2 separate regions of the Triticum aestivum genome follow, and region 2 is linked to region 1. The links are chromatin contacts, called in public Hi-C maps. All regions are on one chromosome and are shown on one strand. The core of a region is the stretch at or near the end of the contact, and the rest is flanking DNA. Distances in the headings are between cores, read along the strand shown. Region 1 holds the start of LOC123137816 (probable purine permease 11). Region 2 overlaps LOC123137817 (a long non-coding RNA gene).

What was found. A called contact is a pair of places that touch in the nucleus more often than the background predicts.
Region 2: a Hi-C map of leaf shows a contact between it and region 1, with 3 times the contacts expected there. The contact joins the enhancer-like site here to the promoter of LOC123137816 in region 1. A contact is called at or near these places in 2 of 5 Hi-C or Micro-C datasets (leaf and root).

Annotation. Positions count from the first base shown.
Region 1 is chr6B:529,682,863-529,689,101 of IWGSC CS RefSeq v2.1, forward strand. LOC123137816 (probable purine permease 11) reads left to right here and starts at 2,001. Exons shown (of 2, transcript XM_044557664.1): 1 at 2,001-2,298; 2 at 3,050-4,333. The coding sequence starts at 2,211. The coding sequence ends at 4,131.
Region 2 is chr6B:530,151,142-530,157,869 of IWGSC CS RefSeq v2.1, forward strand. It overlaps LOC123137817 (a long non-coding RNA gene), which reads left to right. Exons shown (of 6, transcript XR_006468532.1): 6 at 1-3,658. Among protein-coding and RNA genes, the nearest start is that of LOC123137817, 6.8 kb to the left of the region's middle. Within about 2 kb of position 3,715, at least 1 of the 8 cell types and tissues checked has an H3K27ac peak or open chromatin away from gene starts, as enhancers often do. A contact at or near this core is called in leaf, where this site is marked.

The DNA of each region.
Region 1 (6,239 bases), core at 751-3,250:
GGAATCTGAAACAAACAGCTATTTGAAATCAGCTTTGCCAGTGAAGCTGAATCTGGATTTAGGTCATTTTTAGTGTAATTTCCTGAAACACCTCAAAGTGTACTTCCTTGGTGAAGCTGATTCACAGAATCAGCTTGCTAGTGAAGCGAATCCATATGTGATTAAAATCTAAGTGAAGATGAAACAAACAGGGCCTTCGTCTGTCAGTTTATCACGATTTTAAGCCCATAAAAAAACAGGCCCACTATTCCACCTCCTAATGACAACAGTTGCGTGCAGGTTGTATAAAAAAAAACAGTTGCGTGCAGATACCACTCATGTGCGTTGTGTGGAGCACAAGATGATTGGAGACATAACTTGCTAGACCGTGACATGACTCGTTGTGTGGAGCACAAGATGATTGGAGACACAGCTTGCTAGACTGTAACATGTCTCGTAGCGTGTGGGCATTATCAGATGAGTTGATGGTTGAACACATGTGCCAAAATATAGTTCCTAATGCCAAGGATTAGCTGTTTGCCATGAGTGAGTCCCTCTCCCAACAAGATTTTACTAGGATGATTGTCATTCTATGGGCAATTTGGAGTTCGCGAAGAAAGCTATTCACGAGGACATTTTCCAAAGTCCTTGGTCGGGTTCATAAACTCTTATGTGAATGATATTCAGTTCATGCGGAAGAATGACGAGCCAAGGCAAGCTTCTGCGGTTGTCAAACCAAACCACTGGATTCCACCACAGACGAGCTATATGAAGATGAATGTTGATGCTGCCGTTTCAAGGAATGGGGAGTTTGGTGTCGAGACCAGGACGTGATGTTTATTGTAGCTTCAACTATGTTTTTCCCTCGCATAACAGAAGCCCCCACTCAAGGCATTAGCAATATGAGATGCGATGGCTCTTGCGGAGGACACATACTTTCCAAGGGTCTTTGTTGCCTCAAACTGTAAGCTACACCGGCGGAGCTATGCCAAGGCCAAATAAGCCATTGGCCCGCCGAGCATTCTAGACTTTGTACATTGATTTTTTGTTCTTTCGAAACTATGGCAAAATATTTGTCTTATATATTAATTAGGAGAGAATAGAGTTTGAAATACACCTCATAACTGAAAGACAAAAGAGTGTTACTCTCCCAGTATGATGTTGCCCAATTTCTTCGCCCCCAAAAGATGGTTTCACTCTTGATGTTGTTGAGCAAAACCGTTGGAGGCATGCTCTTTTGTCGAAAAATCCGGGCATTCCGTTCGTTCCAAATGGTCCATTCTAATATTTTTTTAAGACAAAAATGGTCCATCCTAATAGCATGAACACCAGCCTATAAGCTATTTTTGTTTTGTTTTGGCCCGCCCAACAATTGGCTTCAAGCTCCGCTAGCGGTAGCGCGTCCCTTTATGGCACGGAGATTAATGAAATTAGAGAACATATTTCTAGTTTTAATTCTTGCATCATTAGTCATGAGTTTTGAACCTCAAATATTGAGGCTTGCAATCTCACAAACACATGGTTTGACTCTAGGGGCTGGCCGCGACCAACCCGAAAACCTTATTTTCATCCGTGTAAACGTGGTGACGGGACAACAAATTTCTAAAAAAAGGCAGTTGCATGCAGCAGGCAAAGTCAAAGTAGGCGGACGACGGACGGCGGCGCGGCGACCAGGACTGCAGAGAATTTATACATCGAGATCAAGAAAAATCTCTCACCCATCGCTGTTGCACGTATAAAGGCAGGACATCAAAACATCTTTCGTCCCAATCTGCTCCAGTTCGGGTTCTCAGAATCTCATCTATCCTATCATCGGGAGAATTACGCAACTCTTCGCTCATTTTCTTTGGTCAATCCTGGAGTACTGCAACCACAAGTCCACAGCCGTTGGTGGGGCATTGCAAATTCGCAATCTCGAGCCGGTGGCACGGACGAACCCGATGCGATGCGATGCCCAGCGGCAGCGTCACAAGTCCTCGCTAGCGGCTAGTCTTCCGTCACACGATACGATAGCGACGGCGAAAAGCGGTCCGCGGGGACGCACAGCGGCACGGAACAAAAAGGGCTAGTAGGAGTAGCTCTGCTCCGAGCGACGCGAGACGACACAGTGCCTCTTTTCCACGCCCACCCCCAACCCCGTGCGGCGGCGCTCCCACGCTGACCAGGCCACTGCCTCCCCCCTCCCCGTCCTCTACCTGGATCGCGCCCGCGAGCGTCTCCTCCGCGGAGACATGGCCGGCGACGACGGCAACAGCAACAGCAACGCCGTCCGCGGCGGCGGCGGGAGCAACCAGGAAGAGGTCCAGATAGAAATCGCAGGTCAGTTCGCTTCTGGTTCGAGGGCGTGATGAGATATCTCGCTGTTTCCTTGGTTAAATTTGCCTCGGATACGTGGAAACCCTGATAGGTAGAAGCTCACCTTTGTGATGTGGTCGCGACGTCTTCGGCTGGGGCACCCATGTCCCATAGACAAAACTGCTGTTTATCTCAGTTCGTCTCCGAGGAATTTAGTGGTCCGTTGGCGGGGGAGTGAGCGCACGCGCACGAGGTGTTCGATGAATTGTGTACGGCATGCTGGCAGTACGGTGTACCGAGTTTATTTACGAGCATGTCAAACTAGGCTTTTCCAACCGAAAAAGTCTTTTGCCTGCCCCGCTTTGAATCGATGTTTCCTTTGTAATAATCTGCATGCGCGAATGTGAGTGCCAAATCCTTGTTTCTTCCTGTGTGCTCTCCGGTGGGTTAGCACTTAGCACGTGTGTGGTCATGCCACCCATCGCTGCTGAGTGAGTAGGAGTTCCATGTGCATTCAAGTGTTTTGTCACTCATGCAAGATGCAACCCATGTGCATTCACGTATTTGGCCAGAGGTGTGAATTCCCTGTTTTCCGTTCATCTGACAGGGTTTTAAGGACTGATGAGAGCACCAGCTAGACTTAATGCATCCATATGGATGGAATACTGTTTGTTGGAGTTCGTCCAAACATTTTGTCATGTCTTATTATCATCCATGTTCGGAATTTACAGTTTGATTTAACCTGTCGGTACCACTTTCCCATTGTAAATTGCAGGATCCTCCAAACCTGCAGTTTCCTTGGCCCATGAAGCACCCCCACAAAGCGCTCCGGTTAAGCATTGGCAATGGTGGTTGATGGTGGTACTGAACATGTTCTTCCTTGTGGCTGGTCAGACGTCGGCAACACTCTTAGGGAGATTCTACTACAATGAAGGTGGCAATAGCAAATGGTTGTCCACTTTTGTCCAGACTGCTGGTTTTCCGGTGTTGTTTATTGCCCAATTTCTTTTCCATGCAAAGTCACCTTCCACACAAGCAACTACCAGTGGCCCTGAAGCTTCTATCACCAAAATCACCCTGATATACATTGCCTTGGGACTCATCATTGCTGCAGACGACTTGATGTATTCCTACGGTCTATTGTATCTTCCTGTCTCAACTTACTCCCTCATTTGTGCTAGCCAGCTGGCCTTCAACGCCGTCTTCTCATATTTTCTCAATGCCCAAAAGTTCACCCCTTTGATATTCAACTCGGTACTACTCCTTACATTTTCCGCTTCGCTCCTTGGAGTTGATGAGGATTCTCCGAGCAGTAGTGATATCTCACAAGGGAATCATGTATTGGGTTTTGTGTTGACACTGGGAGCATCGGCCACATACTCACTTATTCTGTCTCTCATGCAAGTTACGTTTGAAAAGGTTATTAAGAGGGAGACCTTCTCAGTCGTGCTGAACATGCAGATTTATACGGCATTTGTGGCTACATTGGCTTCTCTTGTTGGGTTGTTTGCAAGTGGTGAATGGAAGACTTTGGAGGGAGAGATGCACATGTTCAGCCCAGGGAAGGTGTCCTATGTAATGACAGTGCTATGGACAGCTATATCATGGCAGATAGCTTCTGTTGGAGTTGTGGGGTTGATCTTTGTGGTTTCATCACTCTTTTCAAATGTGATAAGCACCCTAGCTCTGCCCATCATTCCTGTTTTCGCAGTGATTTTCTTTCACGACAAAATGGATGGAATAAAGATTATAGCTATGCTGATAGCCATCTGGGGTTTTATTTCATACGGCTACCAGTTGTATGTTGATGACAAGAAGTCTAGGAAGACTTCGTCCAGTGTGGAGGAGAATTCCTAATTGCTTTGGTGCATTGTTTTCCAGACTTAATTTCCTGGTACTCAATGAGGTACTAGTTATTACTAGGCTTACTAGTAAGTTCATCAAAAGAAATATCATTTCTATATGTATAGAATGTTATTAGTTTCTTCCCTTTTCCTATGTAAGAAGAGATGTATCATCATGGGAACTGGGAAATAAGAAGGCAAAAGTATTTCTGAGACGTGCTTTCCATATTTTGCATCGTCATGCTAATAGTTGATTTCCTTAAATATTCTGGATGTGCTTATTGAATACTGCATAATGGGCTAGTTGGTTTGGTTCGGTTTGGCCCTTGCGGGTAGTGAAAACTACTGATTTGGTGTGTTTTGCACTGTGAGTGGGAGTTTCGGACGTATGTGCCAGTTCAGATTCTACTATTATGTGTCAAATCCCTTTTCTTGGTGCCATATTTTCTAATTGCCGTTTTGTGGCTTAATCTGGAGGAGTTTCTTGTTCTTCTTTTTGTGTTCAGTTTCTAGTTGTCATCTTGTGGAGTGTTGACTGTTTAAGAAGCAAGAACACATGGAAATAAATGTCTTTTCTCTTTATGTTTCCTACAGACCATAACATTGGCTACCCGACTGGAAGCACATACTTGGTTAAAAGGCATTCATTGGTTTTGTCCAAATGAATACAGAGCATAACAAAGGCCTTGCAGCTTGTATATATATGAATTTTGTGCTCCATATCCCATGATTTTATACAAAACCGCATTACATCCAGTATCACATTATTTATTCATATTATATGCCATAGAATACAGAGCCTGAACAAAATATGTTCACCTCTTAATCTACTTGCGAATTGTGATGCATGGTTGTGAATTATAAAACCTTATGAGCAGCTCCCAAATTTTTAATTATGCCATCCCCAAAGAGGTCAACCTTTGTTTAAAAGAAAAGAGGTCAACCTCCGAGGTCCATATGTGTATGATGTAAGGAATCTACATACCTAGAATCAGAATACCTGGCTATGGTAATATTACCAAGCATTTTCTTACTAGTGCCTTTGGTAATTCGAGGGCACAGTAAGAGCTTGGCAACACAACCATTCTGTTTACAAGAAGTGCTTCGATGAGGTATATTTGATGGTTCATGCAAGTTGAAGTTGACATTGACTGAAAGAATCTTCACCGTGTTGCCCCATCATGGTTATAATATACCATCTTAGGTTTCTTGATTATAAAATTTTGACAGTCATGTGGAAGCAGCTATATTGTTTTCATTTGAATTTTATATGCATCCAACTTGGCTTTTAGAGAAGTTGAGGAAATATGAACATGCAGGTTCGGTTACTGTAGGTAACGGTGGCAGCAGATATGAACTATGTGTTGTTATGGTATTTATGTGTTATATCTGGGAATTCGTACTTACGCCGTATAATTTTTTTAGACGAACCTGTAGGAGTTTCTTCCCGCAGTTTTTTTTCATATACTGTGATGTGCCAAAGGGAGAAAAAACCTTAAGTTGAAGTTACAGCAAAGAGCACAAAGAGTGCTCCAAAGTGCTGCATTATCTGAAGCTCTGCATCCTGTGTGCTGCTCTGAATACTTCTTTCGCTTTGCCCGGTGGACAATCAACTGCAATTCTTCTTCGAACTTGCGTCAACAAGCATACTGGCTATTCAAGTCTTCAGGATTATTTTACTTATGTAATGAAAATTATGTGCTACTTTTAGTTGGACAAGGTGTTCGAGGCCGACAAGCTAAAGATAGTTCCTAATTCTCCAAGAGTGGCTCATCTCCAACCACAGTATTGATGAGAACAGGGGTGGCAGCTGTTATTCTACCCGGCAAGATGATCCAGTCACCTTGTGCGTACAGTTTCGATTAGCACAGTCATGCGCTGCCTCACCGTACACGGCAAGATTGAAACTTCCATGTTCACGGTTATCCAGCTACACCTGAGAACAGCAGAATGGGGGAGAACTACGCGGCAGTCGTCCTTCAACCTTCCAACCCAAAAGGTTTTCGCTGTGTCCCCCTTAAAAACTTCTCATCCAAGTGGTAAAATGGACCAGAACTCGTCGGTGTTCCTTGAATACAAGGAAACGTCTCGAACTTGTAAAATCTCAGACTGAAATTACCT
Region 2 (6,728 bases), core at 2,465-4,964, 470 kb after region 1:
TCATCCTTAAATCTTCCCACCAAAGTGGTAAAATGGTCGAACTCGTTGGTGTTTTTTCTTTGAGATGGAAATTACTGCATTTTATTATTCAGAAATTTTGGCACACTCCTAGAGCACCAAGCCAAGGGTGGCAGACCTGATCATGGGCAGCCCGGCCCGAAAAATGGGCCAGGTTGGGCTCCATTTCGCTGCCTGAAAGTCCATTCTAGCCGGGCTCAGGCTTTAGTTCTGCGGCACTTCGGGCCGGGCTTACACGTGCGCGTTCTGAAAACAACATTTGAGCTGGGCTTTTGGGCTTGTTTTCAGGCCAGCTTGGGCTTGAGGAAAGGGGCAACTTTGGGCTTCGGTGCTGGCTCGGGCTTGTAGTTCGAGGTTCAGGCTTTTTTAAGCCCAACTCAAAACCCGGCCCGACATATGATCAGGTTTACGCGGGGTACATGTAACCATATTTTACAAATTTTATTATTTCTACGACCTTCCTTAGCTAAAATATGTGCTATGAGGGTAGCACACTGAGCGTGTGGTTACCGAAGTGAAAGTCCCAAGCAGGGTTGTAGAGAACCATGTCGAGTTTGACGAGAGTTGGATTTTCACGCTCGTTGCTCCATGTAAACTTCCTATTCTGAAGGTGGATTTCCTTCAGAGAGCAATTAGAGAGAGAGTGCTCCCTAAGAGATCCACTATCCGAAGATTTAGGTTGAGGTTGTTTCCTACCGGCCTCTTGGTAAATGAGGTTAAAGTCACCCATAACCAGCCATATACTGTCACTTGTTAACCTATTATTATACCTTTTCTCTAGTCCCATGAAATTCTCAAACTCAAAGATGGATGCATATGTTGTGTAAATTTTTGCTAAATGGTATCAATAAATAGCGTATCAGCTCCATAAATTTGACATCACAATAATTATATCAGAAATTACTTAATTTGGTGAACTTATTTTATAGGTTGTTCAAAAAGTAGGTGCCAGAAAATTAGCAACATGCTTGATTAAGTAGATCATAATCTAACTTATGAAATGCATCCATACTAAAAGTGAGCAATCCCTATCTTTGAACTTGCCGACATAAGGGTACCGTGAAAAAAACACTTCGTCTTGTCCGCTCCCGCGAGGGGGGGGGGGGGACCCTAGATCGAGTGGTCGCCCGCCTCCCTCCCCGTCGGAGTGCGTAGTCGGGGAAACCCCACTCGGCGTAGGCGGCGGGGGGCTCTCTTCCTTCTCGTTGGCCCCCTGCAACGTGGGATGCGGTGGCCACCCGAGGGCGCGACACTTGACAGGGCTTGGCGGCACGGCTGGTCGTGCCAGCGGCGCGGGCAGCCGTGGTTGCTGCGGAGGCTGCGTGGATCCGGCTAGGCGTGGGGCGGCGGGGACGGCGAGCGGCTAGTGCGAAGGTTCGTGGCGGCGGCGGCTATCACGCCGCGGTAGGGTGCAGGGGGCCGAGGGCACCAATGGCGGGGTCGTGCGCGTGCACGCTTAGGCCGGCCCCTGGCTTGGGGTGGCTGGTTGCTTCCGGCCGTGTTCATGGCGGCCGGTGCGCTAGCCGATCCGGTGGTAGCGTGCCCAGCAGATTCAACGCCTGGAGTTCGGCGGGCGGCGTGGGATGGGCAGTGGCCTGGTGTGGCTGCTGCTCTGGCCGTGGATGTATCCACGATAGCTTGGCAGGTCGGATGCGGCGGCGGCTGACATGTTTCGGCGTTGGTTCGTCCGTAGGCGGCGTGCGTACCTTCGATTCCTCTCCCCGTTGTCCATGCGCCACTTCCTTCGAAGGGCTGGACTTCTCCCAGCTGCGGTTCATCGCTCGTCTCGCGCCCGACAGCACGACCGAGCTCGTCCCGTGCCCGGCAGCAGGACCGTGCTCGTCTTGCGCCCAGTAGCAGGACCACGCTCGTCTCGCACCCGACGACAGGACGGGCCGATGGAGGCCAGTTTGGCCGGCCTATTGGGTCTCGGCGTTGGGGGCAGCTCAGGGGTGCTAAAGGCGGGGCCTTTCCACTCATCTCTTTGGGTGGGGTGGCGCTGGGTGGGGTGGCGCTGGGTGGCGAGTGAGGTGGCGTCAAGGTCTTGGATGCCGGGGCGACGGCCCTGGTGGTGGTGTCGCGGTGCTCATGGGCAAAGCCCGTGCCTTGGTGCTGCCTGGTGACCATGATCGTGTGGGCGGCATGGTCGCCGGGGTGTGGCGTTCGGTGGCGATGAGTATTGGGCCGGGGTAAAAACCTGTTCTATCTTCGGACGGACTGGCGGCGGCGAAACTCGTTCCCTTCTTGAAGGCGTCGTCGCAGTCTTCATTGCCCGTCGTGTTGCTCTAGGGGAAACTCTGACCCTCGGGTCGGGCGGTGGCGGCGCTCCGGTGTCGTATCCTTTCTGAAGGCACCGCCTTGGAGCCTACGGGTCGTCATATGCGGCTTCATCTCTTTGCGGTGGCGTGTTCACGGTCGAGGACCCGACTGCTCTTGTAGTGCTTAGAGTGGTGTTGCTGCGCTCAGTGCATATGTGTCTTGCCTTGGGTGTGTGCGAGTGTTGTGATGGCGTGCAATTTTTCCCGGGTTGTTGTTGGTCGATACTTTATAGATAAAGCGGGGCGAGAGCCTTTTTCGGTAACTTGCCGACATGGTTTTGCTATGCCAAGGCTAACACCATATTTTCCAATTTAGGTATCGGGGTATGGCATTTTGGGGTAAATTCATAGTTGAGGATTTAGTTTGTAGTTTTAGGGAAAATCGTTTGCTTGGATAAATATAATGGGGTTTGAATAATACTCGGTTTTCACTTGATGTTTCATTATTTGCCTGATGTTCTTAGTTGGCAATGATTATTTCAAAGGGTAAGGAGGCATGCACCGGTTTGAAATGGCACCATCCAGTTATGCGAGTGAGAAGGGTCTCTTTTCTTTTTCTGGACACAGTGCAATAGGAGATCGTCATATATTTTTTTCTTTTTCTGGACACAGTGCAAATAGGAGAGTGCTCCTCTTTGCACATTTGTGAGAACCATTACAGGTTATCATAAAACATGCGGTTATGTGAAAAACAAATCGGGGTTTCTTTCTTGATATTTAAGTCAATTCAACGGTGGGATATGACTACCATAATCATCACAATCTGTTATAGCGGCCTAGTACATTCCTTGCGTTATGCGTACATGTTTGACCGATGCTCGTTAGGAGCGGCAGGCCGGGGAGCAACCTGAAAGGAAAGCCAAACGAAAAGGCAGACGCTTGTGTGTGTCATCTCATTATTACAGGATTCAGCTCGTTGACGTAAACCAGGTCCTCATTTTACTCCAAGACCTTTTCGTTTTCGGTTCCATGGAGGCGGACGCCGAATCAATTTCTTAAACCGGAGGGGGTACGTTCATGGCGGCCCTCAACCCCACTGAAACACACCGCCATCACCCAATCAAACCGCTCAATCACCCCCACAACACGCCAGCCCCTAATCAACCGCTCGTGAGCCATCATGCACACTGGACGCCCGAGAGACCCCGAGAGCGTTCGGTGCAACGACGCACCAACTCACTCACCACTTCATCCATCCTTTGACGCCAAGATAAAACGATGGAACAAAGACGGAGCAGCGCCCACTCAGTGACTGCCGGTAAGACCCAGAGCAGGCGCAGCAGCCAGCAGATCAGATGTGCCCCACCCGACAACGGTCACCACCGCAGCCAGGCAAGCGGTCCGTCGACCTTCCGTTCCATTACCACCCCCCGGGATAGAAAGGCTGGCTGGAAAGCGAAGGGGCGAACGAACAGCAGGATGATTGCGCTACGCACCACGGCTCTGGCCGTCGCACTCGCAGCCCGCAACGCAACGACAGCACGGCCCGCCGGTCAACCATGCGCACTAGCGCCGATCGAGCCGGTCCAACGAGCTTCGCCCTCGCCATCATCGCGCGCCCACCCATCGGTCGTCGCCGGTCTCACCCGTCGCGGTTGGACGTGGATCCTCTAACTTTGCAATCCCTGCCATACCCTGCCTTTGAGTCACTGACAGGTGGGCCTCATGCTTTGTGAGACCCGTGTGTCAGTGACTCAAAGGTAGGCTTGGCCATGGCAGGGGATCCTCGTCCGTCGCGGTTGAGGTGAGCAGTGAGAGCCAGTGACCTTCTCCGCGGCGGAAACTACCGGCACTAGGCTAGGCTAGGCCAGGCGGCTTGCCTCCGAAGCGAGCGAGCGAGCGGCCGGCGAACATGCGAGTGGCGACCTCTGGGCCAGTGCTCACAGGCGTCTCTCTTCGGGGTCGGGTCGGGTCAGGTCAGGTGCCCACATCATGCGGTACTTGAAACTCAAGTGCGACGGACGGACGGACAACAGTAAGGCCAACTCCACCGCGCGCCCCTATCCTGTCCGCCCCCGTCCGTTTGGGGTAAAAGGGACAAAAGAGACGGTCCAGCGTGCGGGCGCAAACGAACTTTGTGTCCACTTTGTGTCCGCTTTCGACCCATCCCCGGCCCAAACTTGCGCTGGTTTTGGGGTGAAACGGACAGCGCGCGGACGGGCGGGACGCGCGCGCTTGTCCTCCCCTGGCCCGCCTGTCGGTGGGAGAAACCAAAACCCCCCACGCCCATTTGGCGCCATTTGCCCCGAACCCACCCGCCTCCCTCCCGCCGCCCCCTCTCTCCTCCGTCCATGGCCGACGCCCCGCCGAGTTTCGGCGGCCTGGCCGTCGACCCGCCCGCAAAGGTGAAGAAGAAGGCGCCAAGGAAGCCGCGGTCGGAGTGCACGCCGGAGGAGATCGCCAAGTTGGACGCGGAATCGGCGAAGAGGAGGGAACGGAGAGCGGTCGTCAAGCTCAATGCCGCCGCGGCCAAGAGAGCCGCCATGCACGAGGAGCTGGAGGCCGCGCGGCGCAAGACCGCTGCCGACGAGAAGGAGGACCTCGTCAACAAAGCTCACGCCATCCTCATGCTTGGCATGGGCCATCCTGCCGGGTTCCCTGCAGCGGCCGTCGCCCCGGCGAGCACCAGCTCGTCGGTTGCGCGGCCTACGCACTGCCAGTCGCCGACGTCGCGCACCACGCCCATGTCGCCCGGCTTCCCTCCGCCAAGGCACGACGGACAGACCCGTTTCTCGGGGTCGCCGGAGGTGGGCTTGTTCGCGCCGTCCACACCGCGCCCCGCGGCCGTCATCGACCTCAACGTCACGCCCGGGTCCAGCAGCGGTGGCCGACCGTCCGTCGAGACGCTAAGAAAGCAGGCACGGGCACCGTTCACGGGCACCATGCCGGTCCCCCGTGTCTTGTTTGACGGAATGCCAACCCCAACGCCAGCGGTCGACGACCCCTTCTACAACCGGTACATGGAGGACGTGATCTTCGACGGTGGCCATGGCCGTACCTACGACCTCGATGAGACCCAAAGTCAGGATGGCCGTGCCGAGTACGTCCCCGACGAAGAGGTCGACGACCGTGCTGACTACGACCACGGTGACTCGTGGCATGAAGACGATGACATCTATGTCGAATGTGATGATGAAGAAGAAGAAAGCAATGACGTTGATATTAGTGGTGCGCCATTGTTCATCGACGAGCTCACCCAAAGAACCGAGGCACAAAAGAAGAGGAAGAGCATTCGCACGGGTTCATATACACAAGATGAGGACAAGTTGATTTGCCAAGCTTGGATGGAGATTAGCCAAGATCCGAGGACCGGCGCGCAACAAAAGGGCATTGTTTTTTGGACGAGAGTCCACAAAACATTCCATGAAAGGAAGATGTTTGAGCCCTACCAAATTACAAGCAACCGTGGCATCGGCTCTATTCAAAAAAGATGGTTGTTCATCCAACAAGAGTGCAACAAGTATTGCGCCGCATTTGAGAGCGTTGAAGCACGGCCCGTGAGTGGTCTCGGCGTTGGGGACATGGTATGGTCTCCTCTTTCTAGCTCTTTCCTTGCTACGGCCATGAGGCTTCGGCCGTGTATATGTTTGCATGTTCACTTGTTGTTGATCATGTCGTGTAGGCATTTCAATCTTTGGAGGCATTCAAGGCCCGGCACAATGACAAGCCATTTACTCTTACGCATTGTTGGACGGTCATCAACAATTGCCCCAAGTTCAAGGACCAATACCGTGAACTTCAAAGAAAGAGAGGCAAGAAGACGGCCAAGTTCGCCGGAGGTGGGGATGGCGAGGCGTTGAAGAGGCCGAGGGGCAAGAACAACTCCAAGGTGGACGACATACGTGACGCGTCATCCATGGCCTTGCATGAGACTTTGCATGGCATGATGTCCCAAAAGGATGTGAAGGACGAGAAGAAGCGGCAAAGCAAGGACGAGCAAATGAAGCAGTACCTAGACCTTCAAAGACAGAAGCTTGAGATGGAGGAGGCGGCCAAGAGGAGGAAGCTCGACATGGAGGAGGCGGCCCGGCAAAGGCAACTCGACATGGAGGAGGTGGCCCGGCAAAGGCAGTTGGACATCGAGGCCAACAACGTCAAGGCTAGGCAGAGGCAGCTCGACATCGAGGTCACCAATGCCGCCACCAAAGCGAAGGAGGTGGCCCTTGCGATCATGAGCGTGGACTTGTCGAAGATGAGCGACAAGACGAGGGCCTGGTTCGAGGCCAGGCAGAAGGAGATGCTCGACGCCGAAGGCCTGAACTAGGTCGTCCGATCGGCGTGGCCATTCTTTTTGAGGCTGGCATGGGTGCCGCCCGCCCGTCGGGGCCGCTGGCAGTGTGCCGGCGAGAAAACATTCATTTTGGAGGCCGGCTGTGTTGCCGGCCGCTGGCT